Linked DNA regions of Sus scrofa: regions 1, 2 and 4 are each linked to region 3. The links are chromatin contacts, called in public Hi-C, HiChIP or PLAC-seq and promoter capture Hi-C maps. All regions are on one chromosome and are shown on one strand. The core of a region is the stretch at or near the end of the contact, and the rest is flanking DNA. Distances in the headings are between cores, read along the strand shown.

The links. Promoter capture Hi-C pulls out the DNA fragments that hold promoters and counts their contacts. Hi-C and Micro-C count contacts between places; a contact is called where the count stands out from the background. HiChIP or PLAC-seq counts read pairs in DNA pulled down with a chosen protein or histone mark.
Region 1: a Hi-C map of skeletal muscle shows a contact between it and region 3, with 6 times the contacts expected there. The contact joins the promoter of TP53INP2 here to the promoter of DYNLRB1 in region 3. A contact is called at or near these places in 1 of 5 promoter capture datasets (fetal skeletal muscle), 5 of 47 Hi-C or Micro-C datasets (alveolar macrophages, heart right ventricle, liver and 1 more) and 2 of 2 datasets of contacts at active chromatin or transcription factors (alveolar macrophages and skeletal muscle).
Region 2: a contact with region 3 is called in a promoter capture Hi-C map of fetal liver, with 3 times the contacts expected there. The contact joins the enhancer-like site here to the promoter of DYNLRB1 in region 3. A contact is called at or near these places in 3 of 5 promoter capture datasets (fetal liver and liver), 9 of 47 Hi-C or Micro-C datasets (embryonic fibroblasts, heart right ventricle, liver and 2 more) and 2 of 2 datasets of contacts at active chromatin or transcription factors (alveolar macrophages and skeletal muscle).
Region 4: an H3K27ac HiChIP or PLAC-seq map of alveolar macrophages shows a contact between it and region 3. The contact joins the promoter of PIGU here to the promoter of DYNLRB1 in region 3. A contact is called at or near these places in 1 of 47 Hi-C or Micro-C datasets (skeletal muscle) and 2 of 2 datasets of contacts at active chromatin or transcription factors (alveolar macrophages and skeletal muscle).

What each region holds. Positions count from the first base shown.
Region 1 is chr17:38,102,764-38,105,463 of Sscrofa11.1, reverse strand. TP53INP2 (tumor protein p53-inducible nuclear protein 2) reads right to left here and starts at 1,275. Exons shown (of 4, transcript XM_003359949.4): 1 at 1,033-1,275.
Region 2 is chr17:37,758,974-37,761,673 of Sscrofa11.1, reverse strand. No RefSeq gene overlaps it. Among named protein-coding and RNA genes, the nearest start is that of AHCY, 16 kb to the right of the region's middle. Within about 2 kb of position 1,348, at least 23 of the 83 cell types and tissues checked have an H3K27ac peak or open chromatin away from gene starts, as enhancers often do. A contact at or near this core is called in alveolar macrophages, fetal liver and liver, where this site is marked.
Region 3 is chr17:37,922,186-37,924,885 of Sscrofa11.1, reverse strand. It overlaps DYNLRB1 (dynein light chain roadblock-type 1), which reads right to left and starts at 1,414. Exons shown (of 4, transcript NM_001190180.1): 1 at 1,373-1,414. The coding sequence starts at 1,375.
Region 4 is chr17:38,079,761-38,082,460 of Sscrofa11.1, reverse strand. It overlaps PIGU (phosphatidylinositol glycan anchor biosynthesis class U), which reads left to right and starts at 1,399. Exons shown (of 12, transcript NM_001185136.1): 1 at 1,399-1,528. The coding sequence starts at 1,399.

The DNA of each region.
Region 1 (2,700 bases), core at 26-2,525, 180 kb before region 3:
AGGCAAAGAAGGGCCAAACAAAGGGAACTCTCACCTCTACCCCATCCCAACATCGGCCCTGGAGACAGCCTGATGCAGCCACTGACTCACCTTTCTGCAGTCAAAACAGATGGGAGGGAGTAATTTTACTGGGCTCTGGAACTCCAGGGTATAAAGTAAGGATCAGGGCTTCAAAAGGGGACCCAATCTCCTAGGAGCCCTATCAAATTTGGATGGCGCTTAGCCCAAGGTACAGTCCTCAGTGGAAGGAGAATGTGTAACTACTTGTAATAAGCTCATACTAAGTATGTGCCCAGGGCTAATGCATCTGCCACTCACTAGGCAGGCATGACTCTAATTGGCTGCAGGACCTAGAGTAAGCCACTTGCCCGCTCCTGGCCTCAGTTTTCCCTTCCGTGAAATGGGGTCTAAGACCCCTCCTTTCGGGAAGTGACGTGACCTCAGTTAAGGCGCTGCACACATTTCAGGGATTAGAAGGATGTAATTATGTTAGTCCAGGGGTGCAGAGCCTGGAGCCAGAGGGAGGGGATTCCACCACCATCTGGCGCTGCCTCAACGATCCGGCTGGAGCCAAAGCTTCAGGCGCCCCTGAACTCCTGACAACCCCCTCCCCCAATGTAGACCCAGTAACGCTGTTTGAACCTCTCTCAAGTCGCAAGGAGAAAGTAGAGGATCAGAGGCTTGAACGCAGCTCTTGGATTAATCCAGAAAACTGGAGGACCTTTTGGTCCCGCTGCCTTTCAGCGTCCCTCACCCGTGGGCCCAGTCCCGACTCAGCGCCCGACGGGTCACGGGAGGACAGGCGACCCGAGCCGGGAGGGGGTGGGGGGGCGGTCCCGGCCTTGGTGACGTCTCAATGTCATATGCAAATATGCAGACGTCAGAGTCTACCGGACGGGCGGCAGCCAATCCAGAGGCGGGAGTGCAGCCCCGGCGGCCGCCGGCGGAAAGAGACAAAGACCCGGGAGCTGGGGGAGCGGGGAGTGTTCTGGGGCCCCGGGAGCCCAGGGGCCAAAGCTGATCAGAACTCACCTGGGGCAGGGGCGGGGCGGCAGGCGGAGGTGGCGCTGAGGTAGTTGTGAGGCGGAGTGTCCTAGGGTCCGCGGCTGATCACAGGCCCCGCCGCATCGCGGGGGCTAGGCGGGGAGGCGGCGGGGGTACGGGTCGGACGTTCCGGGTTGCTGCGCTCGCCCGCTGGGCTTCGAGTCTGTGCAGCAGCTGCTGGGCTCACAGCACAAATTGGAGCGTTCAAACAGCTGATTGTGACGTCACAAAGGGGCCCGCCCGCCTCGCGTCAGCGACCGGCGAAGCGGCGGCCAATCCCAGGCTGCGGATCTCCCCTCCCCGCCTCCTCCTTGGTTCGCTGGCTAGTGGCTCCCTCCCGGGATCAAGACTCCGAGCCGGAGGCTGGGGGGTGGGGCGTTCGGAGACGCGACTGCTGGGCGCTTGGAGCCCCTGCTCCTGGGCGACCCCACAGACCTCTCAGTGAGGAGAATTACCACTCCTTCTACAGGATCCCCATCTTTCTGTACTCCCTCCGCATATCCCAGCGCCTTTGCCCCTCCTGTCCGTTCACCTGTATCCTCTATCCAAATCCCTCGGTCTGTACCCTTTTCTCAACTCCGCGCCACATCCGTGACCTTCCAGTCTCCTCCTCCCCGCCCTTCTCCCGGGCCTCCGTTTTCTGCCTCACCTTCTCACCCCTACGCATTATCTGCTCTGCCGCTCCATTTTTCCTCATCTGGACAGGCTTGAGAGGTGGGGCACATCTCCCTTCCCCGGTTCCAGGGGTGTACCCGGGAGTATAGGAGAGTTGGTTAGACTGACAGAATATTTTTCAGAGTAGGACTTGGAGAGGGATTGCTCTGGGCTGAATAAACACTGAGCTAGAGAGTGCTCAGCACTGGAACGTTTCCACATCTTGTTTAACCCACCTTGCTGCTGGGGCTGGACAGAAAAGTGACGGGACAGGGATTGATTATTAGCCTCGATTTACACGCGGGAAAACTGAGACTCAACAAATCTCATGCTTAGTATGTAGATTTATATTCAGCAATGCATTGAGCAAATATTGAGTACCTACTATTGCTGCTGCCAGACCGGTAGCTGATATTTATTGAACACTTACTGAGTGCGAGGCACTGTGCTATAGTGCTTTATATGTCTTTTGATCTTCACAACAACCCTGAAAGATGGGTGTTATGCCCCTCCCCATTTTCCAGCTGAAGAAACAGGCTCAGAGAGCCTAAGCGATTTCCCAAGGTCACAAAGCTACAGCAAATGGCAGAGCCAGAACTTGAACCCATAGTTCCAGGCCCCAAATCTCTCCACTCTCTATAGGCACCAGACTGTCTAAATCCCAGAATGCTTCAGCCTCCCCAGGGAGATCTAGGCACAGTCTTGACTTTCCCCAAACTTGCTGTGTGACCTCAAGCAAGTCATGTTACCTCTCTGGACCTCAATTTCATTATCTATCAAACTTAACATATCCAAGTTTCCTTTTAGAGGTTCCTTCAAATGCTCCACCCTCAGGATTCTGCCAATCCCATCCTCTAGGTCCCCAGCATTCTCAGCAGCCTGAGAAATGCCTGGGGAAAAACCACGCACACACATCCTCAGAGTCTCCAGGGTTTTCTGGTTCCTCTCTTGGAGGAGCTGGGCTAGTCGGGTTGGGTCTGAGAGCTGCTCATCCGGCCCATC
Region 2 (2,700 bases), core at 99-2,598, 160 kb after region 3:
TTTTTCCCCCCTTTTGTGCAAATGTTCCCACCCCTGGACAGTTTCTTCCTGCTTTTTCTGCCTAGCTTTTTCTGAAGACCCAAGTGGGTACCTTTTCCTCTGAGAAACCTCCACAGCCCCAGGCTGACCCCTCTGTCCACTCTGGACACTCTGCTCAGACCTGTCCCAGCATGGATGATCTGTGTGGGAGTGGCTGTCACAGGAAGGAAGCTCCTTGAAGGCAGGGGCCAGGTCTGAGTCACCCACTGGTGTTCCACTGAGCGATTCCCAGCAATGTTTTTGGAATGAATGCAAGGGAAGAAGAAGGGAGGAGCGGAGCATCACACAGAGTTTACACATCACTGGCTGAAGCTCCCTTGGGCCTCAGGGTCCTGGCAGTTAGTTAAAGCCCAGTCAACGGCTGAACCCAACAGAGTGTGGGTAAGAGTCTGAATACGTGTCAGTATGTGAGAATGTGAAATATGTGTGTGTGTATTTGGGTGTGACGGTGGGGAATGTATACAGGTGCTTTTTTTTTTTTTTCCTGCTTTTTGCTTTTGGGAATGTATACAGGTGTGAATGGACATGTGCAAGGGTTTGTATGACCGTATACACACATACACACACATGCTCACTAAGATGGCACTTAGGGGAGCAAGGTCTTTTCCTGTTCCTTCTTGGGTCCTAGCACTCTCAAATGAACGTAGGGTGGTGGGGGAGGGCATTATGGAAAGCAGGGTGGCACTGTGCTTATTAGCAGAGGTTCTAGACCAGACATCATTGGCACTTCCTAACTAGAAGCCTCAGTTTTTTTTAAATCTGTAAGATGGGTATAATTGCAGCACCTACCTTATAGAGTGGCACATAAGAAGTACTCAAATGTTAACTGATATCATTATTCTAGGTGTCACTATCAATACCCAGAGCAGATACTTCCACAGGCTAAAGACTCAAACCAAGTCAAAAGACTACCCTCTAGCCATGTCCATCAAAATTCTCTGAACCTTAGTTTCTTCTATGAGAGGTAGCAATAAAGTGCATTTTTTTAAGGGCCATACCTGCACATATGGAGGTTCCCCCAGGCTAGGGTTGAGTTGGAGCTTCACTCTCTGGCCTATGCCACAGGCACAGCAACACATGATCCAAGCCACATCTGCGACCTACATCACAGCTCACAGCAGCACCAGATCCTTAACCCACTCAGCAAAGCCAGGGACTGAACCTGCAACCTCATGGTTACTAGTCAGATTTGTTTCCGCTGCGCCACAATGGGAAGTCCTACATTTAAAAATGTTGCCCATCTCCCAGGGGTTTTATGTGAGATCACAGGGTGCGGCAGGCTGAAGCCAAAGCTAGGAGCAGGGTGCCCTCTCCTGGCACTACTGGGTAAAGATGGGCTCCAGACGGAGAGGCAGTTCGGAGGTGGGGGTGCTGTTGGGACTCCCAACAAAAGGAGCCCAGCAGAGGGGCAGCGTGCTGGGGAGCAGCCTCCTTCCTCTTTGTCGGCTGAACTCGTCCTTTCTCCACTTCAGGACGACCTCCGGACCCGGGGCAGCCCTGATTCAAGCTCTCAGAACATCCCATGTTCCGTGTCTATCTCTCCTCAAGGGAAAGGATCATCTGAGAAATGAAGAAGTAAAATCCCAGACCTCTGGGTTCCTAGGGTCCCTGGACCAGGCTCCCAGTAAGTGTTAGTATAACAGGATCATGGGAGCCTGGACTGGAATGCGAATTGAGTCAAGAGGACACCCAGTCTCAGTTGGGGACATAAGTCGGACTTGGGGAGCTTGTGACCCCCATCCCAAAGACAGCCAGGTCTGAGGGCTGAAGACGAGAAACACCACAACGCGGGCTCCTAGGCAGACATCTGGGAGTGTTAATTCATTCCACAAATATTGGGTGCTTTCCACGTGGCGGTCTGGGATGAGAAGCATTAAGTGGCAGCGTGGGGGAGAGGCTGTTCCAAGCTCTCTAAGAAAACCCCCGCTTCAGTACTCCACTGCCCAGCAGTGACATCAAAGCCAAAGCGGACCCAAGGGAAGTTCACAAACTTGAGGGGGCCTGGAGTTAGGGGCGTGGAAGGAACTGGGGAGAGGGGGAGACACCCTGATGGGGTGGAGCAGTGGGGGTGTCCCAGAACTGTATTCTTTTATCTCATCCCCCAAAGAAGACATCCTTGTCCTCAGCATCCCAATTAATCCCGAATCTGAGCAAGGCAGTCGGGAGGGCCCCTTGGCCAATGGACAGGCTCCTTCCCTCTCCGCCCCTCTCCGCCCCTCTCCACCCTCCAAGCTGGGGACCTAAATGTCGGCAAAAGCAAACAACTAAAGGGCGGGTTCAAAGGGCGGGCGATGAGGCCACAGGGCCTGGTCTGTCTCTGCCCATTGTTTCCCGGGCCCCTCAGCCTCCCCAGAGCCTGCTGCTGGCGCCAGGCTGGGGAGAAGGGGGGGTCTGACAATTATTTGTCCCCTGTGGCCTTCAGCAGAGTGGGCGGACAGCCCCTCCTCTAGCACTGTTAGTAGTTGTTTGTGAACACAGCCTGATACGTATGCATCTATTTATCTACATGCCTATGTATGAAAATAGGCAAAAACCTATTTGCAAGGTTTTTTTTTCTTTTTACACAATAACATACTAGGCCCACTGTTCTGCCAATCCTTTCTTTTTCCTTCACTTAATATTTCGTCTTGACAATGGATTGTTCCATATCTATAAATAAAC
Region 3 (2,700 bases), core at 165-2,664:
TGCTTATGCACTTAATAAATATGGAAAGAAACACACCCAACTGTCATTACCAGAGAGGAGTGAGGTGGGAACTACATATACTTTCTACGTTACAAACTTTGGTACTGCTTCAATTTGTTGAAATGTGCATCTAAATATATTTTGCTTTCATGAGTAGAAGCACACAATAGCATGGTAGAAGTTGCAGGAAGCTACTATTAGTGTAAGAAAAAGACAGGACATATATACATGCTGGTATACATATAAAAGGAACTAATGTTTCTAAAGGAGATTGAAGCTGGGTATCAAGGTTTGGTGGAAGATTTATTTTCACTTAGATCCTTTCAGATGCTTTTTTGTTTTTACTGTGTGCAGTTATTATCTGCTAAAAGTCAATTTCTTTTACAGTTTAAAAAGTGATATGAATGATAAAGTTACCTCATCTAGTCTATAAACTAGCTAACTATAAACTATAAATAGCTGTATCTATTCTACATACAGCTAAACTATATAAAGCAAAAACTGACGAAAACAAAACAAGTAATCTGCCTAATTATAAGTCGTTACCTCCAGGTATGGTACTGTTTCTTATTCCCTTTCAATTTTTCTTTTAGGCTTTAAATTCTTAAATACGATTTTTTAAAACCATTCACATGGTTTAACGTTCAAAAGCTCTTTCCAAGTTGTTGTTTTTTTTGTTTTGTTTTGTTTTTTACAAGTTGGGAGGATTAAAAACACAAGAAACCAAACCTGTAAAGGCATAAAGAGCCCACAGTTCCAGTCAGCAAGGCAGGAACCACAAGGGTGGATCCCGCTCGTTTCTGACTCATGCACCATTTCTCAACGGCTCGAAAGAATCACACAGAAAGGCAGCAGTCAAGTGTCTAGGGTTCAAGTCCATCTCCGTCATTTACTGGGGCAGGGCACTTAGTTTCACCGGGTTTTACATCCCGAGTGTGTAATACAGGGATAATGGTCGTACCTACTTCACAGAGCTACGGTGAGGAGGCAGGCCAGGGTATGTAAAGCGTATAGCAGTGTCTGGCACGAATTAAGTTTCTAGAAAATATAATCACTATTGTTGTTATAGCTCAACAAGGCCAAGGTTGCTAGGATGCAGGGGCCCGTGTGCCCAGCTCCGTCAATCCTTCCCCGTGGCACCAGCAACTACTTCCGGTCAAGGGACCACTGGATCCGGTGGCCCCGCCTCGGCCCCCTCGGTCCGAGTCAGGAGGCCCGCGCCGCCCCGGTTCCGCCCTCCAGACTGCTTCGGTCCGGCGCGCCCAGCCCCGCGGATGCCGCCCGGGAGGATGGACCTCTGGGCTGAGGGTGGTGGGAGGTCGTGGTTGGCCACCTCCCGGCCGCTGGCCACAAGCTCCCAGCAGATACTCACCATCTCGGACCGATCCTGTAGCTCCTCGTCGCCGGCCTTCAGCCCAGTCCCGGAGCTTCTCTGCGCCTGCGCACAGCTCCTGTCAAAGCGGACAGGCTCGGTAGCCTATCAGGAGCCAGCAGGCGGGTAGGCGGATCCTGGGGAATTGGCCCAGTGCTGTCCGCGAACAGCAAAGTAGCAATCCAGCTATGGAAAATTCCCAGCTCCAGCTATGCCGAAAAGAGGCAAGTTGGCTTTGTTGGAAGAGGCTTTCAACACTTAACCGAGGCCTGAGCTAGCTCTGGAGGTCCTGGGTGTAGGGTGGGGAGAGACTCTGAAGGAGTGGGTGTTGCTGATATCCACTTTGCTCCCGAATTGAGGCAAGGCGAGGCTCCGAGCCAAAATGCGCTAAAAAGTCCGAAATTCGAACTGGAGCCAAGAATCCATAGGGTCTCGTGAGCGACTCCCCCGGATTCCATGAGGGCACTGAGGTAAAGTGGTCGGGGCTAGCCTGGGAGTCTTTTAGTCTTAGAACCTCTAGCTCAGGGCCGCCCTTGTGTTGCCTTAGAGAAGCCACTTCAAATTTCTGTAGTCCCTCATTTGCTCACCTTTAAAAGGGGGACCCTTCTTCCTAGAGCCCTATGTTAAGTTTTCCACACAAAAAAATTCTGGGTTCTCTAGCAGGAAATAATTTGCTAAGACAACTGCCATTTAGTGAACCTTGTGCTATGTTACTGGGCTTACACCCACTCTATCTCCTGTAGCCTCAGCTTAAAGTTTCTTGGAGGCACTGGAGCTTGCTGAATTCAAGCTCCAAACTTTCATTCCACTGTCGCCTCGTTCAGTTGAGTAAGGATTTGGTTTTCCTTCCAGGGGCGTCTGCATGTTAAGAAGATTGAATAGTGACTTTATGGTGAAGAAACTTGGGAGACACCATCATAACCAGAGGATCAAGGTTAACATAACTGGTTATGGGATATACTAATATGTGCCCTCTGATAATCTTGCAAAGGGCACTTTACATCTGTGGTGTTTTTCACAAAAATCCATGGCCTTAACCATGAGAAAACATTAAACCAAACTTGAGGGACTCTATAAGGTACCCAACCAATACTCTTCAAAAAATGTCAAAGTCACACACACACACACACAAAAAGAACTGGAGTTCCCGTCGTGGCGCAGTGGTTAACGAATCCGACTAGGAACCATGAGGTTGCTCAGTGGGTTAACAATCCAGCGTTGCCATGAGCTGTGGTGTAGGTTGCAGACGCGGCTCGGATCCATCGTTGTTGTGGCTCTGGCATAGGCTGGTGGTTACAGCTCCAATTGGACCCCTAGCCTGGGAACCT
Region 4 (2,700 bases), core at 150-2,649, 160 kb before region 3:
ATTCATCATAAGTATTTTTTATACATTAATGAAGTGGTGTGCTACTTATGCTTATTGATGGCTCTCCAAACTCCAAAACTCTGACACACTGTTTGCCAATTTCTGTGGTGTAAACATTCCCATTGATTGGGATTTCAAACTATCAAACTTAAGTCACTAAACATGATTTGGGAAGGCAAGGGCAGAAGTATACCATTATACAGTATTTGCCATAGTGATATAGCAGTGGTAAATAACCTCAAGAGCACAGATAAAACAAGAGTGTAGTAAAATACTTAGCAAGGGATGTTTTGAGTATTTATTACCTTGTTGTTTACACAACTTATTGAATTGTAGGTTTGTATAAGTTAATTTTTGATAATAGCTGAGTTTATTTTTATTTAATTTCAAAAAAGTATTATTAGGAGTACAGTTGATTTACAATGTTGTGTTAGTTTCAGGCATACAGCAAAGTGAATCATTTACACATATAAACACTTTCATTCTTAGATACTTTTTTTTTTTTTTTTAATTTTATGGCTGTACCCGAGGCATATGGAAGCTCCTGGGGAGGGGGATACTGAATCCCAGCCACAGCCGCGGCAATTCAGGATCCTTAATCCACTGAGCAGGGTTGGGGATGGAACCAGCAACACCACAAAGATAAGCCAGATCATTAATCAACTTCTCTTTAACCAACTTTGCCACAGCAGGAACTCCCTTTTTGGTTTATAAAGGAACCTCCATACTATTCTCCATAGTGGCTGTACTAATTTACAGTAATGTCTGTGTTTAAAAGCGGCTGGCAAAATTTCTAAGCATTCTTCAATGGTTTCTAGCTCACTCACAAGGAGCCAAAAACGAGTGCATTTTTAAGGTGAGGGACCTGAGGCACAGAAAAGTTCGGCAACTTGTTCAAGGCCGCAGAGCTAATAAATCTCTGTAATACTCCACAATGTATCCTCAGAACCCATATAGTTGACATTCTACAAATAAGTATGTAGTAAATCAACGAATACATATTTAATACTCTTTGAAAACATAAAAAAGGAAACATTTTAACACTAAAAACATACACACAAGAGTGAAATGAACGTTTCTTTAAAACTCGCTCAACAATTCCAGGATGGTAACTGTCTTCACGTGTCTCCTTTCAGCAGCACCTCAGTGCTATTACAATTCACCTGCTATAGTGGGAGACCTCGCCCAACCCTTTGCTATAAGCTTGAGGCGCCCCGCTTTCCGTCGCCACGCCCTACTTCGCCGCAAGGCCTCCTGGGAGTGGTAGTTCCCAGTTTGGGAGTTTCGTGGGCAGCCGCGAGGCGCGCTGACCCGCAGAACTACAGAGGGCGGTGCACAGACCGCGAGGCTCTTCCGCCTCGCCTTTCCCCTCCTGCCTGCGCGCCCGCCCCAGCTATCATGGCGGCTCCCTTGGCCTTGGTGCTGGTGGTGGCAGTGACTGTGCGGGCAGCCTTGTTTCGCTCCAGTCTGGCCGAGTTCATCTCGGAGCGGGTGGAGGTGGTGTCCCCACTGAGCTCTTGGAAGAGAGGTGAGGCCACCGGCTCGAGTAGGCGTCCAGGCCCCGCCTGTGCGCCTCTGGCCTCTGTGAATGGGAGGCGGGGGCAGTGGCCGCATGTTCAAGATTCTGAGGGAACTCACCAGTTATCGCGTCCTCGAGCGGGCGAGCGGGGCTGCTAAGGGCGGGGGGACGTTGGTTGGTGTGGTGAGGTTGGGGCCGTAGGGGCTGGTCACCTGCGAGATGTAGATATGAGGGGGTGTGTCCCCCTCGGGTCCTGAGCTGAGGGGCGTGGTCTGAGGAAAGATCTGCTTGAGGAAGGGTCGGGATGAGAAAAGGGCGTGCTAAGTGGAGTGAGTTTTGGCGCGAGATCGCTTGTGCGTGGGTGTGTGTGTGTGTGTGGGGGGGGTGCCCCTGAGGGGACCATTCCTGCATAAGCGAGGAGAGTGTGTGAGTGCCCTTATAAACCTTGTCTCAGCCTGGGACTTGCAGTGCAGCTTCTCCTACTATATCTTATTTCTTTTAAGTTCTTCATCAAACATTGTTTTATACTGGAGCCCACAGAGAGCCAGTTTGGACTAAAGAGTCCACAGGCACTCTAATAAGGCAGACAAACAGATATAGTCATTTATGAAAAGTGTACTTCCTGGAGTTCCCATTGTGGCTCAGTGGATAACAACCCAGGTAGTATCCATTAGGAGGGCTCAGGTTCAACACCTGGCCCTCTCTCAGCGGATTAAAGATCCCTCGTTGCTGTGAGGTGCATTGCAGATCGCAGATGTGGCTTGGATATATCTAGTGTTGTTGTGGCTGTGGTGTAGGCCCACAGCTGCAGCTCTGATTTGACCCCTAGCCTGGGAACTTCATATGCAGCAGGTGTGGCCCTAAAAAAAAAAAAAGAAAAAAGAAAGAAAAGTGTACTTCCTGTGTGCCTCCAGTTCCTTCCTTGGAGTTCTGACCCTGAAGAAAGTGTCCTCTCCTTTTCCAGTTTAAGGAATGTGGGATTTGAGCTAACTCTTGAAGGATGTAGAGTGTGAAAAGGGAGATTAGAGGAAGCGGAGTTTCAGGTAGAAGGTTGTCAGGATCAAGACATGTTGAAAGATGTGAAATGCCCAAAGTAGGGGAGTAATGAGGTGGGTGTAAGGTGAAGGCCAGAATTTGAAGATTTTTTTTTCAAAAAACTTTCTTACTGGAATTCCCTGGTG